Regions from separate parts of the Mus musculus genome. Here region 2 is linked to region 1. The links are chromatin contacts, called in public HiChIP or PLAC-seq maps. All regions are on one chromosome and are shown on one strand. The core of a region is the stretch at or near the end of the contact, and the rest is flanking DNA. Distances in the headings are between cores, read along the strand shown.

The links. HiChIP or PLAC-seq counts read pairs in DNA pulled down with a chosen protein or histone mark.
Region 2: an H3K4me3 HiChIP or PLAC-seq map of embryonic stem cells shows a contact between it and region 1, with 63 read pairs. The contact joins the promoter of Cdc14b here to the enhancer-like site in region 1. A contact is called at or near these places in 3 of 39 promoter capture datasets (the HPC-7 cell line, embryonic stem cells and liver), 2 of 484 Hi-C or Micro-C datasets (the STO cell line and embryonic stem cells), 9 of 115 datasets of contacts at active chromatin or transcription factors (the NIH/3T3 cell line, bone marrow-derived macrophages, embryonic forebrain and 2 more) and 4 of 9 other capture datasets (adipose tissue, embryonic stem cells, liver and 1 more).

What each region holds. Positions count from the first base shown.
Region 1 is chr13:64,183,582-64,187,413 of GRCm38.p6, forward strand. It overlaps Habp4 (hyaluronic acid binding protein 4), which reads left to right. Exons shown (of 8, transcript NM_019986.3): 7 at 992-1,177; 8 at 1,692-2,956. The coding sequence ends at 1,748. Among named protein-coding and RNA genes, the nearest start is that of Habp4, 24 kb to the left of the region's middle. Within about 2 kb of position 2,105, at least 16 of the 459 cell types and tissues checked have an H3K27ac peak or open chromatin away from gene starts, as enhancers often do. A contact at or near this core is called in embryonic stem cells, where this site is marked.
Region 2 is chr13:64,273,362-64,277,193 of GRCm38.p6, forward strand. It overlaps Cdc14b (CDC14 cell division cycle 14B), which reads right to left and starts at 1,627. Exons shown (of 14, transcript NM_172587.3): 1 at 1,230-1,627. The coding sequence starts at 1,389.

The DNA.
Region 1 (3,832 bases), core at 855-3,354:
TGGCTTTGGGCCTGTCACATCAAAAATGCAAACAGATGGCAGAAAACCTTATTTGCTTGCCAGACTGTGGCCCAAAACCAGCCACGTGTCCAAGTGTCTCTATCCAGAACACAGCCTCTATCATGCCTCACCTCTTTACGATTGCACCACCCGCCAAGACCATCACTATGGGTCCTTTGAGATCCACATCATGGCAGTTTCCAGGTGCACTTTGGTCAGTCATGACTGGTGACACAGCATACTCACTGTCCTCTATTTGGTCAGTTCAAAGTCTAAGACACATTACTAACACGTTTTGGGATGTTCCACCAGAGACAGGATAAAGCTTCCTGTGAAACCACTGTGCCATCAGGCTGGGAAACAGGTAAAAATAGAAGCCAGTTCCTCAAACCACATCAGATCCATCTTCCTGGCTCCAGAGATCTATTGGAATATTTGAGGTAACCAAGTTAGCTGAGTCACCGAGCTTCATTAGTTTGGTTTCAATAAAGTGAATGTCTTTATGTTAATCTTCTGGTCATTGCAGAATTTAGCCAGGGATTGTTCTTAAAAAGCATGAGCCAAATCTTTTGTGGTTTTGTTTTTTCAAGACGGGGTATCTCTGTATAGTCCTGCTTGTCCTGGAACTCACTCTGTAGACCAAGCTGGACTCATAAACTCAGAGATTCACCTACCTCAGTCTCCTAAATGTTGGGACTAAAGGCGCGAGCCACCGCATCCAGCAGGACTTACTTCTACCTGAATAGACTAACTAGGATCTGATGCATATATTCCCGGTGCTTGGGACCCTGAGTGCAAGATCGCCAAAGTTTCATGCCAGTCTGAAGTATTGTTTTGCTTGTGTTAGACAGTGTCTTAGTGTTCAGGGCTGGGACACATCCAGGGTCTTCCTAGTCCACAGGGTCACACAGACCACCAGGGCAGCACATTAAAAATGTGCATCTGTGGAGATGGCTGCGCCTGTGCCCGTCTGACCCTATAACTCTTTCAGATGGTGAAGGAGGACTATGAGGATGAGTCTCACGTCTTCCGGAAAGCTGCCAATGACATCACATCCCAGCTGGAGATTAACTTTGGTAACCTCCCTCGCCCTGGTCGGGGAGCCAGAGGCAGCACCCGGGGAGGCCGAGGGAGAATGAGAAGAACAGAGAACTATGGCCCCCGTGCAGAAGTGGTGGTAAGTGGCTGTATTGTAAATCCCTGACGGCTTGCTGAAGGAGAGGGCAACTGCTTTGGGCTACAGTGGTCTGATTTTGTGGTTGCCTCCTAGAGTCTGATCTGGAGCAATTTTGAACAGTGTCACTTTACTGACATAATCACAATTCTCTCAGGCGGGCCACGGGTGTCACATCTGCCTGTCACGCTGAGGCTCATGGCAGAGAGAGCTCTTTCCAGAAAAACCTTGCTTAACACTGGACTTCTATGACTTAAATTCCCCACTTCATGTCTTTACCTAAAACACTAGCTCTCCGTGAGAAGCTGTGTGACTTCATCCTTTGCTTACCTTGGTGGGTACCTCGCATGTAATAAACAGTTACTTTTTTAGGTTTATGAGTATGTACACCAGTGTACTGTCTGTAACTCTAGTTCCAGAGGTTCCAACACCTTCACACAGATGTACACTCGAGACAAAACACCAATGCACAGAAGTAAAGAATAAAGACCTCTCTCTCTCTCTTTTTTTTTTTTAGACCCAAGATGTTGCTCCCAACCCGGATGACCCTGAGGACTTCCCCGCCCTGGCCTAACAGCCACTCCCCTGCAGCAGAGCAGCACTATGAAGAGACTTTCCTTGCCGCGAGAAGAGTCAGACTCTAAGAACAATAGATGTTGCTTTTCCCGTGTCGTGTGAAGTCATTGCACTTTTTTGCTCTGTGGAGTTCCCATGAGGTCAGGCCCTTTCCCCAGATAGAGACTTTTGTAAGGGATAATGTTTAAAATGTGTACATAGATTCTAACAATCCCAGCACAGAAGTACAAAGTAAAGTAAGTTAGAAAATAGAACTGCTGGGCGTGGTGGCGCACGCCTTTAAACCTAGCACTTGGGAGGCAGTGGCAGGCAGATCCCGAGTTCAAGGCCAGCCTGGTCTACAGAGTGAGTCTTGAAAAACAAGACGAGAAAAGTCCTTGAGTATTTCAGGACACGTGGAGAACCGCTCATGTAGAGCAGTCCCACCCCTAATTTTCATACCATTCACCTGCTACTGCTCAATTCTGAGAAAATCCCTGAGTTGTGGTTTAGACATTGTGCACTAGGGACAACCACTCTGAAGCAGAGGAAGTGTACTGGTTTTCAGTAGTGATTTAAACTACCTCGTGGTCTGTGCGTGCACACATCCTCAGTATGTGTGAGCAGACTTAGGGTTCAGGTGGTTGTTGAATATAATCAAATGAAAAGGTTTCCTGTATTTCCCCCCCAACCCCCGTCAACACTAGTGTTGGAATTCAGCACTGTGGACTCTGAGCAGACTGACTTGTAACTCAGTCACATCTCCTGACTGCGAACATGGGCTGGGCCCTCCCCTCGGCTGGGCCCCAGTTCCGGTGTTGTTCTTAAGGCCTCTGGTGGAGGTTTAAGGTTAGGGACCACCTCAGAGGCTCAATCACCCCAAACAGCTTGAGACCTAGGGCCGGCCACCCACCCACCGGCAAAACTAGGGAAGATTCATTGTATGTGGGAGGGACGAGCCAAGGTGTTGGGCAGCTGTCGAGATTAGGAAGGGAGGTTTGCCTGTTGTGCTTGCAATGGAACCCTGCTCCCCAGACCTGTGCTACCCGCCTTGGCCACAAAGTCTGAGATGGTGCTGAACTGGAACCCAGGTATAAATGAAGGTTGGTATTGTATTCCCTCTGAACTCTTGGGGTTTGGTTGAGTCATCAAAGTTGATGAGGATGTTGCTTTGGGTGACCACCTGCTTCTGACCCCATGTTTATTAAATGAATGAGTATAAAGGTATGACTGCCTTATTCATTTTCTCTGGGGCTGGCACACTGCTCGTGAGTACTATGATCTGACCGAAGAAGCCTGCATCGACTTTAGTCATGACAGTCACTGGGGCAGTGAGGGCTGCTCCATGAAGGTCGTAGAAGCAAGCTTTCTCTTAAGAACATTCATTGCCCTTTGAGTGTGTGAATGACACTGGGAAAGCTTGAAGCAATGCAACCTTGACTCATACCATCACACAGCAAATGCCCTTGCAACAGGCTTTTGCCCAGGGGCCACCTTGATGATTTAATGAGGGAAATGGTTATAATTTTTGCTTGTAACATGGGCCATGGCCAGAGTGTTCTGGAGAAGACAGAAGTCACAGAGGCAGAGAAAGTCATTATTAGCAAACTCATTCTGCATGGATGTACACCCAAAACAGGACCTAAGCTCAGATTTCCCTTCCAGACACCCAGACTTGTCATGAGGTGGACTCTCAGCCTGTGCTTCCGATCAGCCACACCAAAGAAACCTAGTCTTAGAATTTGGAGGTCAGGCAGAGGTGTCACATCTGAACCAGAGGGTTTCTGACATCTGAGTTGAGGGCTCATGGGCTGTCACACATGGCCTGGCAAAGGAATTCCACTTGCCCAGCTGGGGCATGATCATGAGCCATGTCAACATGTCTAGTATGGCTGGCACAGATGTTTCCTGTCTCAGGGTGATGATGACTTAAGGTACTGGTGACCCAGAAGCTGCTGCTAGAGAAGTTTGCTACAAGGGCTTCAGCAGAGGGTCTGGGCACTTGGCCAGGCTGCTCTGTAAAGTAGCTACAGCTAACATTCTCCTAGGGTGTGAGCAAGATTGGAGCAGCCATACCCTCTGGTGAACAAGTGCTGTCCACTG
Region 2 (3,832 bases), core at 377-2,876, 89 kb after region 1:
AAAGAATAGATACATATGTGTGCCAGTGGAGGATATTTCTGGAAAGATTCACGAGAACTTGGCAACATCTGTTACATTTAGGGGGCACTTCTTTGTCTTTGCCACAAAGTTTTCTCAGTATACTCTGTGTATCTTTACAATTTAGAGCTATACGAAAATAAGTTTGCCCCATACAAAAAAAAGAGCAGAAATAATGTGCAGATTCAACCAGCACGAAGTCTCTGGAAGGAACCCGGGCAAGGGTGTCTCCTCCTTCAGGGTCACACACCGGTAGACCTGGGCAGACACTAGTCAGGGGCTATAGTTAAAACAAGTCCTTCGTCTTCCTCCTTCAAACGCTAAAAAAAAAAACCCTTTCCTCTCCTCTCAGCTTCCTTTAAAAACCGGTCTTACTTTCTAGTTGCCCATTAATCTAGAATATACTTTCTACTAAATTTGTTTGTCTAAACACTTCCTAAATAAATAAATGTCACCAATCGAGAGCCCACCTAGCAAAGTCCAAGTTCAAGTCTTGGAAACCTTTTCTAAAAACCCCACCAAGAGGTGGACACCATCCGCCCCAGAAAACGCGGCACCTTCCTTCAACCGCGCAGGCAGCTATGCAGCTGACAACGCTTTTCCACGTACATCAGTACAACGAAGGCAAAGCTCTGGCTTCTCTATCAACCCCAGCAAACCGAGCGGCTGCCAAAACGGATTTCTTTCGTCTTCAAGAACTGAGACACCAAGAAAAAAAATCACCCTCGAAAGCGGCTATTCTACCCGCTCCGGCTGGCGGGGATTTCTCAAAAGTGACACCTCTGAGCTCTTAGCACGCTTGGTGGTTCAAACGCCATCAACGTGACACCTTTCTGGAGGCACGAGAGGGAGGGCAAAGATCCCTCAGGAGGCCTGAGAGGGCGCGACAGCGTGGGGGGCGGGGGGGGGGTGTCGGACGGCCGGGGGCTCGGGCCGGATCCCACGCGTTGCTAAGGCTCAGCGAGGCTTTGGGCCCTCGGGACAGCAAAGACCAGCGGGACTCAGCAGAGGCTCGGACTCGCGTGGGAACAACCGCGCCGGCTCATCCCGCGATGAGGTGGGTTCGAGGGCAGAGCCGCCCCGCTCCCGAGGCCGGACTCACTTGCAGGAGTGACCCCTCGGCCCATCTCCGGTAAAGTTGCTACCGCGGGCGCACGGGCGACTAGAGGCTCGAGGAGGCGCGAGCCTCGTGGGGGTGTGGCGGGGCTCACCCGTGATGTCCAGGTACAGGTCGTCCTGCTGCTCCAGGCGGTGCAGCTCCTGCGGCGTGGAGCTGCGGCTCTTCTTCACGCCGGGAGAGGAGGACGAGCTGCGGCGTGAGCAGGGGGGCGCGGTGGCCCAAGCCGAGCGCCGCTCGCTCTTACGCTTCATGGAGGCGGTCGCGGCCCGTCAGGGGACCGCGACCATGGCCCGGCAACCCGGCCCGGGTCCTCGCGCTGCGTCTCCCGCCGCCCGCGACCCGGGGGCCCCACAGCGCTGGCCGGTGGCTGGAGCAAAGCGCGCGCTCCCTGGGACGCTGCTGCCGTGGCGTCCGAGCTCAGCGGGCCGCGGCTCCCGGGGACCCCCAGGAGGGATGTTCCGTGGAGCTTCATTCACAAAAAGAAGGGCCCACAACCCTCCTCGGGGCCTACCGGCTCGGGCCGCTCATTGGTCAGTGCGGCGTGACGTCACGCAACTGGAGCCTTCCTACAGGCAGGTACTCGGTGACGCCATAAAGAAAAGTCTGAGCGCTTCCGCCAATCGGGCAGAAAGCGTGCTGGCGACCCCCTTGGTGGGACCCCTCTAACTTTTGTCTCTTGTGTCCAGGTGTTGACGCCTCAGTCCCCAGTTCCTCGAGTGAGTCTCCGAGTTCCTGCACAACCCTACCCTAATAACTCCACTTCGGATCTTTGAGATGGAATTTTTTTCTTTTTTAAGTGTTTCTTGGGTCTCCCCTGTAATTCGCGCCAAGGGAGCCTTGTCATGGCCGCCTGCTAGGAGAGTGTGTAGGCTGCTGAAACGGTCCTCAGCTCTGTGGACGCAAGGCAGAGTGGACCTCAGAACTTAGAAGTTCAGACCAGCGCCGTTTTCCCACCTATCCGATCGGATCGGATCGATAAGGGCTTCTTAGCGTCGGTGAAACCACCTGGAGATGCGATTTACCGCGGTGGTTTGAACCTTCCGACACCTCACCTCGGAACCCAGGAGCGCGCTAGCTCTCGCTGTGGGTAGCCGAGGTGGCCACGGTCCGACTTAGCACGAAGTGTTGGAGCATGTGGCCAGCTGAGCAAACGGCCTTTTCTCCTTTGGGTCTGCAGTGGTACCGCCCCATATTTTGCTACTGGGTTAAAAAGATATCAGATCTTTCTGGAACTTGACCATAGCTGCCATTTTGAAGAGCCCAGCTTCACGGTAGCATCTACTTGGGCGAGGAGACTGGAAGCAGTCGGTAGTCCCAAAGTCCCCATCGGCAGGACTGTAGTCAACAGCGATTTAGTCTGAAAGGGAAGTCAAGAGTCAGAGGGATAAATTTCAGTCCCTCCTCCCCTCCCCCAAAGAACCTCTCAGAAATGCAGATTTCACGAAGTTCCTTCCCCTAGGGAAGGCTTCTTTTGTTTTGAAGCCCTACCTTAAGCCTGCTGCTTCGGAAAAGATAAGATATGGGACTGGCTTTCCTTAGCCAGGGGCCCTTAAGAACCTGCTTGTTCACCTTTCGGGTTTCCATAGGACATCAACGAAGGCCTTACATTTAAAATGTCTGTAGTGTTAGCAAAAACTTTTGCCCAGGAAGAGAAAGTCCTTCACACGGTTCCAAGGACTCACAGTAGAAGGGCCACCAAATGTCACAATCAGAAATTTTATGAAAAGTTTTTTTTTTTTTGGTTTGTTTTTTTTTTTTTTAACCACCACTATAATCCATAGGATTACATGGAAGAAAGTGTTCCACTACACAGCCCAGACTGGGCTGAAAATGGCATCTGCCTCTCCAGTGCTGGGATTCCTGGTGTGAGCCACTGCAGGCACCTTACTGGATTCTCCCTCCCTCTCTCTCTCTCTCTCTCTCTCTCTCTCTCTCTCTCTCTCTCTCTCTCTCTCTCTCTCTCTCTCCCTCTCTCTCTCTCTCTCTCTCTCTCTCTCCCCCCCCTCTCTCTCTTGTGTGTGTGTGTCTAGTATGTTCCTTTTTTTTTTTTTTTTTTTGAGCTTTTGGGACTCAACCCTTGCTTGTGCTGGACCAAATGATCTACCCCAGCAAGCCACATTCCTGGCCCACATTCGTTACTTTTTGAGACTGGCTTAGTTGAATGTCTAACAGCCAAGTACTTTCCATACGTCAGTTGATTTTTCTCTCACCTTCAAATAGAATGCTTTGGCTAGATTCTGGCCACTAGAAAGTCTAACAAAATGCACATGGTTTAAATAAAGGGAAAAATCTTAGGTGTACATAGTTATGCCGTGTACGCATTTTCCTATTTTGCAGATGCATAGTTATGATCCTGCTGAAGTAATATTTTTAAAGCAAGGCTTTTTATTACTCCTAAGTATTCAGACATGTCTTGGGAACTAGAAGTCCATGTGCTAAACATATTCACTTGGGTGTGGCCACACTGCCTGTAATATCTGTACTTGAAAGTGGAGGCTAGGGGAACAGGACTTCATGGTCACCCTCTGCTACCGAAGGAGTTGGAAGCTAGCCAAGGCAACAACCAGATCCAGCCTCAAAACAAACAACAAAAACCAAAAAGGCCAGTCAGGTGGCACAGGGGGAAAGGCACTAGCCAGCAGCTATGACAATCTGAGTTTAATCCTCAGGAATCTACTCACTGGACGAGAACCA